2 separate regions of the Columba livia genome follow, and region 2 is linked to region 1. Evidence: chromatin contacts called from public Hi-C data. All regions are on one chromosome and are shown on one strand. Each heading gives the region's core, a stretch centred on a gene start, on an enhancer-like site or on the middle of the called end of the contact. The rest is flanking DNA. Distances are from core to core; before and after follow the strand shown.

What was found. Hi-C and Micro-C count contacts between places; a contact is called where the count stands out from the background.
Region 2: a contact with region 1 is called in a Hi-C map of crop, with 4 times the contacts expected there. The contact joins two enhancer-like sites. A contact is called at or near these places in 2 of 2 Hi-C or Micro-C datasets (crop and liver).

What each region holds. Positions count from the first base shown.
Region 1 is chr6:13,263,136-13,268,807 of bColLiv1.pat.W.v2, forward strand. No RefSeq gene overlaps it. Among named protein-coding and RNA genes, the nearest start is that of SH3PXD2A, 3.2 kb to the right of the region's middle. Within about 2 kb of position 2,801, at least 2 of the 3 cell types and tissues checked have an H3K27ac peak away from gene starts, as active enhancers do.
Region 2 is chr6:13,414,355-13,420,026 of bColLiv1.pat.W.v2, forward strand. All of the region lies in intron 5 of SH3PXD2A (SH3 and PX domains 2A), which reads left to right. Among named protein-coding and RNA genes, the nearest start is that of SH3PXD2A, 150 kb to the left of the region's middle. Within about 2 kb of position 2,942, at least 2 of the 3 cell types and tissues checked have an H3K27ac peak away from gene starts, as active enhancers do.

The DNA.
Region 1 (5,672 bases), core at 1,551-4,050:
CTGCTTCCATAGAAGATTTGGGCTGAGATGTCTACTTCCTTCTTCTTTTTAATTTCCCCAAGTTAAAAGTAGACAGGGAAGTCGTCCCACCTCTGCTGTGAACAAGGTAAGACAAATTGCAGATACATGTCACTGCATAACAGCCAATGGGCCTAAAAGAAGCACGTGCCAAGACTCTTACTGACCTGGAAAGTTCATGGTTTTCCAAGTCCAAGGAGTGGAGATCTCATCCAAATACTGCAGTGATATTTGGAAATAGGAGGGAGGATTCGGTTCCCTCAAATGTTTTCCCCAACAATAGAGTCATGCAAGCCCTGCAGGCCTACCTCATTCTAACACATGCTTTTCTTGGCCAGGTACGACAGTGGTAGGGAAATGAAAAGGGTGCTGGGACTTGGGTTTTTCTCCTCTTGCCAAAATTTAAATCATTGCCATTGAGAGTATAGGACTTGTCCTTGTGTGCATGTAAAACTCGTATTTGCTGTAATGTCCACAAAAAGCCCTAGAGCTGTAACAAGCCAGCTGGTGTTCTCCAACTACTGTCCCCATGCTGACTGATACTCTCATTGTTTTCTTCCTTCACCTTTTCTTCTTTTCCCCAGTAAAGTCTCTGGCATTTAATTCCTGATTCAAAGTAGTTATAGTCTGTGACTAGAGTGATCCCAGACTAACATAACAGGAGAAAACTGATACAGAGAGGAGATTTTGTTGGAACTCTGAATGTAGGAAAGGGTGAGAAATACAGAAGAAGCTGAGAGAGGAGGATTTAGCACAAAGATGTTTGAAATTAGTCCTGTTGAAAAAGGCTAAGCAATAATTACCTACTGATGCTTTAGACATCTGTTTCAGAACAGGCAGCAGGTGTTACATATAATGAAACCAAGAACTTGTACTACTTTATTTTCTGCAATTAGAGAGCAGGGGAGGAAATGAGGGCAGGAAAAAATGGAGTAAGAGAACATTTATCATAAACAGCTGGGCACATTTATATAGAGCACAGTAATATTTATATGCTTTTCCTCTGCCTTCCTGCTGCTATCCTTTAATAGTTCCTCTGTTCTGCAAGGTATTTTGTCCTTTCTGAAAGACCAGTCCCTCAGATGCTCAAAGTTAGATGCTAAAGTTAAGAGGCGGCCAAAAGATGCCTTTGAGGAACAAAAAGTGCAGGCTGATGTAACTGTCACCCAGATGCTGTTACCGAGTGACAGCAGCGGTCCTGAAGAAGCAGCTGCCTGTGGCTCATGGGTGGTCTCTGTGTGCCCCAGTCAGTAGTGCAGTGCCTGAGAAAGGCTCCCATTAGTGAAATGGTCTCTAGGGTTGCATCCTGGTGCTCTGTGGCCATGGCTTAAAACATGCCTGGATCCAAATAAATGCATGGAATTATGTGGATGGTGTGTCCACTGCTCCAAGCTGAAAAGCACACCTGCACCAGACCCTGCTAGAGAAACTATAGCTCCACTTTTCACAAGAAATTATCTGGTTTGGGTTGATCTCACTCCTTTTTCTAAGCAACAGACATCCTACAGAGCATTTGGTTTTCCAAGCACCTCCACTACTGCCTTACAAAGTCTGATCTGGTAATGACTAGGGAAAAATAAATACTGTTTGTGTCTACCTGTGGGGTGATGTTGCTGCTGAGGAAGTCCAAAAGTGTTCCTCCTAAAGAAGTCTCTCTGCTGGGAAAAGCACTTTGCTTTTGTATGAAGGTAAACTAAGAAAAAAATAAAAATCAATGCACTCTCCTAGTGAGTGGTAGGGATTACATGTTGCAGATTTCTCCTTACAGCGTTGAGCTTGTGCTTTTTTCATTTATAGTCTAACTGCAGTTCCATGACTAGCTTTTCATAAGGTTTCATTGATACATTTTTATAATTCACAGTCCATCAGTCAAATGTTTTTTTTTAGTTTGGGTATTGGCAGATAAACTCTCTTACTTTCTCTAGGGGATGTGCAGACAAATAAAATTACTGTTTGGTTCCAGGAGAGGTTGAATGAGTGAAAATAATGAACACAGAAATTCAAGTTTTAAAGGACTTGGTGGAAATTTTAAATCTGTTAATACAGAGGACTTCGTGTCCATTCATATAGTTAGTGGTAACATGGGAAAAAAATGCAAAGAAAGATGACTTCTTCCTAGATTGACTTTATTTGTAACAATTTTGCATTTTCAGTAATGGGTTGCCAAGTTTTTTGCAGAGGATGAGGGAGAAGCCAGTCTCAAAATATGCTATTTTGAGAATAGTGAGACCAACTGAAGTCAGGAATACAATCCAAGAAGCAACCTGGGGAATCCCCATCCCAAACCTGTGATCAGTTCGAGAAACTTCAGCTGTCTCCAAGGTAAGTCTGACATTTATATGATACATTAAGTGTGGTTTGGACTTGCTTTGTTGTGTCTTTTTTTCTAACAATGTCGACAGATATCTACAAAGCCTTCATAACAATGGAGAAGTACAAGGTGTATGTGGATGAAAAACAGTCTGCAATTTGCTGCTAGTACCCTAAACAGAGCACACAATGCACATACTGCGGTTGGAAATCCTTCATCCACAACTCTGGTTAAAAAGGGCTGAAAAATAGCATTAGTCACAAAAGGGTTAAACTGTAAGGTAACTGCTTCAAGAAAAAGATAATTTATAATTTAAGCCGAGAGGGTAAAGCAGCTCTTTCATAATGTAAGTAAAAGCTGTTATGCTGTTGGGAAAGCGTGTACACTGCTAGCAGGGGGACTGATTATTTTGCTTTTTCCATTATACCAGATTGCAGATGGGCTGATAAAGCGGCGCTCTCTGGTGAGGGGCTGGGAGGGGAAGGGGCACGCTGCAGTGCTGGGGTGGGGGCTGCTCTGCCAGGACTGCAGATGGTTCCTTCAGCTCGCTTCTACCAAATTAGCTGGGCCTATTTATCTCCAGAGTGAATTTTATTTGAAAAGCAGTAATTTCCCAAGAAGACAAAAAGCAATTGGCTTCTAAAAAATAGGAAAAAAAGATTGCGTCTTGCTTTGTGTTCCAGAGTTTGAGATTTGAATGCCAGACAGGCTCTACTATTCTTGTCACTCCTATCAAAAGACGTGTACGTTGAAACCCTGGAGTGGAAGGACTGCACGGAAAGCAGCCCTTTTAAGAAGCTGAGGTTTTGTATGTACAGAAGCTGAGATGGGAGTGTAACAAAGGCTCTGTGTTGTGCTGTTACACATCAGAGCCAAAAAAACCCTAAGGGGCACATCTCCAGTACCATGTCTAGCAGATTATGCATGCAGCTCTAGTTGCCAGTAATGAGTTGTGCGTCTGATCTGTCATGCACAGCACTGAAACGCTCCCCTTCCCACAAGGGGCTGAGCTCATGGGGAACTTTGCTTCCCCCCAGGGTGCTGAGCACCGTGTGAGCCTCTCCTGGCTAACACGAGAGGAAAACGCTGTGTTCAACCTGGCTGCCCAGCCCTCGCAAACGGGGAAAAAAAACAAAGAAACAAAAAACCAAACTAACACCACACCAACAAAAAAAACCCAACACAAAACCAAGAAAGAGAGGTCATCTTTAAAAGCAACTCAGCCCACTACAGACAGGGCTGGTTTAATATTCAAGGAGCTTTACTTATCTCCAGTGATATGCCATGAATTAATAAGAGGCATCAGAAATGGCCCTAACGGAGCACAGAAAAGTCAGTCCCTTGTTTTATTTTCTCACTGGTTTCATGATCCAAGTGTTTTCAATTTACAACTCAAATGCTTATTTACAAAAAATTTGCCAGCATGACAAAGTCCTCTGGAAATAAGAAAAGTCAAGTAATGCTGCAGCTCTGAGACCGTCGCGCACGCATTCTGTCATGCATCAGCTTTTGCTGTAATTGGAGCACAGTCTGGGTTGCCGGGCTGTAGCTGTATTAGATCTGTGAGGCTAATGTGATTACCTGTTTGGGCAAAAAAAAAAAGAAAAGTAAATTCTTTGCTCAAATACCTACCTAGCAATTGAGTAGAAAAGAAAGCTTTTTAAATAGCTGGTTTATCTCAGTCTCCAGAAGTCTGAATTTCTCAGGGTATTCCTCAGGTGAATTTTATTGGAAGCATGAGTCTGTAAAGGTGAATTATTAAATCAGCTGTTGACATTAATATATGTGTTAAAACTTTTAATAATAGCAGTGATATTGCCCTGTGATAATAAGACTTCAGTAATGGAGTCTTTAAGAAAAGAAATATAAATACCAGGAGATTTAGGATTAAAATCCCTAAAGTTAGTAATTTCCCTACAAATTTGTAGTGTCTCAGCCTGTGTGTTCATGGTCCTCATCAGGTACAGGCTCTTCTGCGCATGGGGTCCATCACCCAGCAAACCCACTGTGCTCTTTGCTGCGTACTCAGTCTTTTTCTTGTTCCATCCCAGCAGCCAGAGCCTGGCTCTTCAGTACAAGGCTGGGAAGCGCCGGTCGGTTTAATTTTCCCAGCTGCTGCCTAAGAGAGGAGCAGATTTTCACAAGCCTGCAGCATAATAACGGGTTTCAGTTATTTTTCTGCCAGTCTTGCAATAGTCTGGGATCGGACTCCCACTAGACTGGGTGTTGTACATATTTTAAAAGAACAATCCATGCCCCTAGCAACATACATTTTTCCTACGTAGCTGGAGGGATGCAGCAAACAAACAGGGAGAGCAGAAGGTGGCGGTGAGCACAAAACCAGCAGATGACAGAGGAGGAAGGGAGCCAGAGCTGAACAAGGGCTGGGCAGGTTTCACAAATGGAAAGGGTTGGCCAGAGAGGTGGAGAATCAAGTTGTCTTGAACAGAGGAAAGGTTGAACAGTGGACCAGATGCCATCAAAGTACAGGGTAGACACCAAGGGAGCACAAACCCTAAGGCACCAGTCTCAGGTTTGACTGAAAATAGCAGCTACTTCCTTAGAAGAGCAGATAAGAATGCCATAAAAAGATGCCAGTTAGTAAGAATGTCAGGAAGGATGGGGCAGAGTGTGTGGAGAATGATGTATTTTGTCTCTTTCCCTCACAATGAAATGTTTTGAAAGCTGATTTAAAACAAACCCTGAGTGTTTTTAATGATGGAGAGGAACTTTTATTTCCTTTTTGGACAGAGTGATAGAAGAAGGGGATGGAATGTGTGATATGTATTGATAATGGCTCACAAGAAAGAGGCATCCAATAACCAAAAGAGTGGCGGCACCAGGCATATTTTTATCAATGGGTTATTTGAATATTTACATTTTCAAGGAAGAATTTTCTTTGTTTGCTCTGCACACCAGGGACTTCTTGGCCAGTCTAAACAGAAAAGGTTTCTAATGTAAATAATTGTTCTGGTGCCTTGTGTCATGTGTGAGGATTAGAGGTGGGAAGTCTCTCAAAGACGAGGGAAGAGAGTGCACTGAAGGAGAAAAGACAACCCCGAAAAGCGACAACAGAGGCTGTTCCCCTCTGTACCCATTACCAAAAGCTGGTCTCATGTATGCCTATGCACATCCTAGGTGAAATGCCAAGATTTTAGCATTTCATGCCAGTTCGCTAGTTTCAGTAAACTGTGTGTTGTAGCTGAGGAGGAAGGAGAAGGTTGGTTCAGCGCAGCTTTCCCTGGCACTGTGCAGCAGGGACCTGGTTCCCACCTGGCAGCACCCATTAGCCGTGTACTGCTGGTGCTGCTCCTGGTTCTTCTTCTTTATTAAGCTGCTCCTG
Region 2 (5,672 bases), core at 1,692-4,191, 150 kb after region 1:
CCAAGTCATGCTCTGAAGGAAAATTCTCTTCATTTGCAGGAGAAATGAAAGGCTCAGGGCAAGGGCAGGAGTAGTGCAGACTAAAGATTTAAGCAATCAAGTAAAGGAAAAAATGACTGGTCCCAGGAGAAGGGGAGAGGGGCCTAGGACCTCTTTAACTTGATTTAATCAAGCAGCTTCTGATGTTTTACAATTGCATGCAACTTTCTGACCCAGAGCTGGGCAATTTGCAAGCCACAGAGTTATGAACTGTTGGTAAAATGGTCTTAAGAGGAAAATACATTTGCAATTAGGAACTGAAAAACTTGAGCAACAGCTTTTGGGGTTTTAGAAGCCGTATCCACCTGCTGTTGGGACATGCTGTGGCAGTGGCTCCCTTGGCCACACGGTGCCTCCTCATAGGAGAGGAAAGGGGGCTGCGGGTCCTGGGCAAGGTGCATCCTTACCCTACACAGGTTGAGTGACGTGGGAAGGGAGGAAAAGCTGGGGGAAGCCCTCAGTGATGGAGATGCTGACCCAGCCTGCAGTGCTATGGGCTCACCAAGCTCTGATGTGAATCAGCTGCTTGTGCTTCCCTGGATCTGGGAAGAGAAATTTCCTCCACACTTCTGAGAAGAGGCACCAGTCTCAGTCCCGTTACTTGAATTCATTAAGTTTGTACTAACTGGTTCGTTGTCAGAAGTGATGACCATTTCTGGCTGTGGCAAGGACTCCCTGTGTTGCAGTGCTAGCTTTGAGCAGGATGTGCTTGGGCTAATTGTTTCTAGATTTGGCCAAGAGGAGTTTTCTTTCTCTTCTGGGAAACTGGCTAGTTTTGTGCCCGTGGCATTTGCAGAGTGCTGACAAAATCCCCCTCCTTTGCAATACTGCCTGCCTGCTTAAGGTGCTGTTCTCTGGAGATGTACTTTTTCCCTTTCAAGCTTTTGATCTTTTCCCATGTTAGAAAATTCAAAAAGGCAGCATTTGAAGCTGGCTGGGGCCAGCGAGCGTTGCTGCGGGCAGCAGCTTTGATCCTCGGTAGGAGTTTTGCAATAAACTTGATCATGCATTTTTCATCATTTGCTCTGTGCGTGTGTGTGTGCATGCCTTGCGGGGGGTACAGGCACTAATCCCGACCTTGCACTCAGCACGGGGGTAAAAACCCACTCATAGTTCATCCCTGATCCAAATCCTTCACATGCCCAGGGTAACTGTGCCTTGAGCACAGTGAAATTTGACCCTGCCATCTAAGAGCTGGGGAGCTACTCCCATCTTTAATCTCTGTGACAGTGCCTAGTCAGGGCTTTCTGAAGAATTCTGTTAGTCTGTTTTTCTGCATAAGCATTAATTTTCTTTATCTGGAAGTTTTGTACTGCTATCTGACCTATTTACTTGGAAGCCTACGAGGAGAGTTTGAGCTGGAAAAGAGCTGGATTTGTGATCCAAGTATGAGCCTTTCACTGTTAATTGTATTAGCATTCATAATTGTATGCACATTTCTAAACTGTCATGATTGCCACATCCTTTTAAAACGTGGGGTGGGACATCAAAAGGGTTATGTCTGCTCAGAGATCAGCAGAGAAGCGAAAAATTAAATTGCCTGATACCTTAAAAACTTGGATGTGAGCTGTTTTGACTCCATTATATCAAAAGTGACACAAGAAAAGTAAGTCTGGAATTAGACTTTTAAAGCTCATTAACCTTCAAGATTTAATTAGCAGGAAGCAGGCTGTTTAATGGAGGTTTGAGGTGCCCTGTGCCTGCTGTTGCTGTTGGGTGTGCAGGGGCTCTGTGCAGCCAGCGCAGTGGGAGCCTCATGGGACAGGGACTTGTGGGATGAGTGGGAGGAAAGGGCTAAAAATTCCTGAATTCAGAGTCTCTCTCTGCTCCAGATTTGCTTTACGGGAGCTGCTTTGTCTCCCTGTGCATGGCCTAGCCTGTATTTTAGCTCTCAGGCCAGCCCTCACTAGAGGATACCTGTGGCTGATGGGCAGCGCAGCGTTTCTGTGCTTTCTGATTCAGACTTTCCAAAGTCCTACTGGTGGCAAGGTAATGTCATCATGTCTGCACTTTGGAAATGCATATTTTACGAATGTGAAAAAAATTGGATGTACATGCATGCTCCATCCCTGGTCCTGCCAGCTGCATGTATCTATATACATTTGTATTTCTAGTTATTGCGAGTTTTGCCGTGGCATGATCAAGCATATCGAGCCAAATACACTTGACCAACAGACCTTTGGAAGGCAAATAGTTTTTGCAGTTACGGAGCCTTGCTTGTCGAGGAATATTGGCAAAAGAGGTTGTCAGGGTAAGGGAACTGAATGTTGTTTATAACAGACTTATAAACCTTTTGGTTCCCAGAGTGCTTCCCATCCACTGAACCCAAGGTGCCTTGTGCATGCTTTGTGGTGATGGATTGTGTCTCACAGAGGCAACAGTCCCAGCTAGAGAGTGTTTCACAGCCCTATGCCATGCCACGTAGACATCATCTTTCACATAGGTGCTGTCGCTTTTGTTCTTTATCTGTGTAAAGCCTGACACAACAGGCTCACTTCACGGACGGTGCCTGCACAGACGTTGCCACAGTGCAAGTAGGTATTAAATCGTGTCTGGACTCCAGAGTGAGAAGTATCACCTCTGACAGCAGCTGGAGGATGCTGGTGCAGGGGATGCAGCCGGCAGAGGGAGCGCGGACCATTGCACACCGCCTGCTTGTCTCTAGTTCAACGCAGCACCCTGCAAACCCGCCACTTTCTTCCCTTTTCTCAGCAGCCTGCTAAGCGGGAACAGAGCAACGCGATAAGGGATTGTTTATTATGGAAACATGCCACTTTTAGTAGATTTACAAGCAGCTTTGTAGAGCTCCTGGTCGCTCTGTGTTTTTGTTTTTAGTCCGTTACTCATCCTGATACATAGTTGGTATGTGTCTGACCATGGCTGTAAAAGACACTAGCGGGGACATGATGGGGCCAAAGCATGGGAGACAGAGAGCAGCTGTCAGGCGGCATTTCTTCCAGGGGTTTGAGGAGTACCAGCAGGCTGTGTCAGCCCAATAGTGACTGTTTCTCAGTGACTGACTTTGCAGTCAAACTATTTTGTAGTTCCTTCAAGGCCCCATGGTTTAGCGGCTGCACAGATGGTTACATTGCATTTAGAGCAAAGTGAAATAACACTAGTTCCTCCCATCCTCTGCTGCCTCACCCCAAGAAATTAGCGACCTCTTTTGGGAGCTACTAGTCAAAATTGCAGATCCAAACACCTCCAAACTTTCATCAAAGTTTGAAACCAGTTCAGGAGCTGAATTTCAAGTCTACTTTTCCTGTGCCAAAATCCCCAGAGCTGAATACCTGGGAACTTTGGAAGTGGAGTAACTCATGGACCAAATATACTCTGAGTTTTTCATTGTCTGCCTCTAATGCATCAGCTCTCCCACAATAATATGTCTAGCCTGGTTCATAGCACAATCGCTGCTGTAATCGTGACTGAAACCTGGATAGGTTAGAAATCCATATGTGGATCTGTGTCTGGGTGAATTTGGCAGACAAAAAGCAGTCCCCCAAAGGCAATTTCTTCCTATCAAATCTTCTGCCAATTTTAACAGGTTTGATTTATGCTTTTTAAGGTTACTGAGCTCTTTGCTGAAAGAGTTGAAGGCCATCCTCCCTGGCGCTGTTACTTGAATGAGCCACCTCAGGAGCAAGACTGGCTTCCAGATCACAGCGTAGCTGAGGGCTTATATCTGTTACATGTGAGCTTTCTCTGCCTGTCTCATTGGTCTCCTGCACTTCCTTAGCTCAAACAAGTGCTTCCAGTTACCAAAAAGTATATGTGACACACATCAGTCATGGTTGTGTTTTGTGCCCGGTAGTTGTAAGTGTGGTGGGATACAAGCGTTGCACTTGTACTTGTTCCTTTACCTGTTGCTGCAACCTAGGGTAAAGAAGGAATGTACCATGTGGGTATGTAATCCTCCTGGTTTCTCTGATGAAACTCTGCTTTTGGGGTTGGGTGTATTTTGGTTTTGTTTTGTTTTTAAATATTTTTAAAATTTGCTCCGAATGAAGAAATTGATTAGGCCAGTTGGAGGTGTACAAGGGAAGTTTTGCACAGGAGAAACCAGAGCAGGTGAGCAGTTCTTGGAGTTGCTTGGACAGTAGATGAGGGCATGGAGTAAGAGGTCAGTGAGAGGGTAGTTAGATTAGTTAGAAAGACTGGCTGACCGGAATGTAAGCTGAGCATAGCAGTCTGGAAAGTAGATCATCTTTCTGAAAGGCACAGAGAAAAAAATAATGGCTCCAGATTCATCCCTTGTGTAATTCTTTTGAAGTTGGTGGCTTGCACCAGGATGATTTAACCCCATTAATTTTAATGGGTCACTGCAGTGTCCCAAGAGTGGCTTTTTGCTCTGCTCTGTTCTGAGGCAGAGATAAAGCAGAGCTTCAGTGTCTGGGCTTGAACCCAAACTTGGTGTCCCCATAGGGCTGGCTTGGGCCCATCCACATTGTGGCTGAGAGAAAAAAGGATGCAGGAGATGATGATGTGTCTGAGCCCCTGTGCCGTGACAGCTGGGTGCTGCCAGGACTTTCTTGTGAGCCAAAACCTGCCTGAAAAGCGATATCTGGTCTGAAAACCAAGGGCAGCCAGGCTAAGAGCTCTCCCTGGAGTTAACACCAACCCTCACTCACCCTGCTGCCGGTCTGCTGTTCCAAAGAGATTAGCACACAAAGACAGGGGTGTGGAGCAGCGTGTCAAAGAAAGGAGCCTGAAATGGAGCAGAAACCAGCACCAGATGAGCCCCGGTGGGACTCAGTGGGCAGAGAGCAAAGGTCAGTGACCTCGACACACGACAGGGACTCAGGGACTGTGGCCGGGGACAGGGATAAAGTGCATTTACTGCCTATCGATCAAAGCAAGCTGGTCATAGCAGGAGTCAGCCATGCATAGTTAGAAAGCCCATGTATCACAGCAAGGAAGATTTAATCTACTGTCAGGAGGGAGGATGCCTGTTTGTCACCAGTTGTTGAACAGCTGAAAGCGTGGCAGCAGACACAGCTGTAGTGCTTGGGCAGAAATAATAATTGTGCCCCAACTGATCAGACAGCAGCATGTCACACACTGTGCTCAGCCCCTGCTCCTCGGGGACCTCAGCCCGCCTTGCACCTCAGCTCTCCATTTTCTGCCTGCCTCTCCTCATGTGCCTTACTCTGAGGGACATTTGTAGGAGAATAGGATTACTCTCCTATTTTGAGGGTTGCACAGCTTTCTCCTGACTCCTTCATTTTCCAATCAATTGCAAATCATGTTGAAGTGTTTACCAGACAACAGGAAATGAGCCACGAGGAGCAGATGGACCATAATGAATTGAAGTGCTAAACCTTCATGCAAATGTTCTTAGTAATACGGAGGTTGGGGAAGCCCTTCTGGGTAAAGGTTGGGTGTAAAGTCAGCCCTGAGCAGCCTGCTTTTGTCAGGGGATCAGCTGCTCTTTAGCATCTTACAGAAGGAAGGGAAGATGAGCATCGCTGTGTCTCTGGGCATTTACCTCTCAGCAGACTTGACATGACTGCACAGTGGGTCCAGGGGGAGGGTGCAGATGTGGGTCCCAGTAAGGAAGGACATACCATGTATTGCAATAAAAGTTGCTCAGTAAACTCAGTGGCTTAACTTCTTATGATACCTCCGTTTAATCT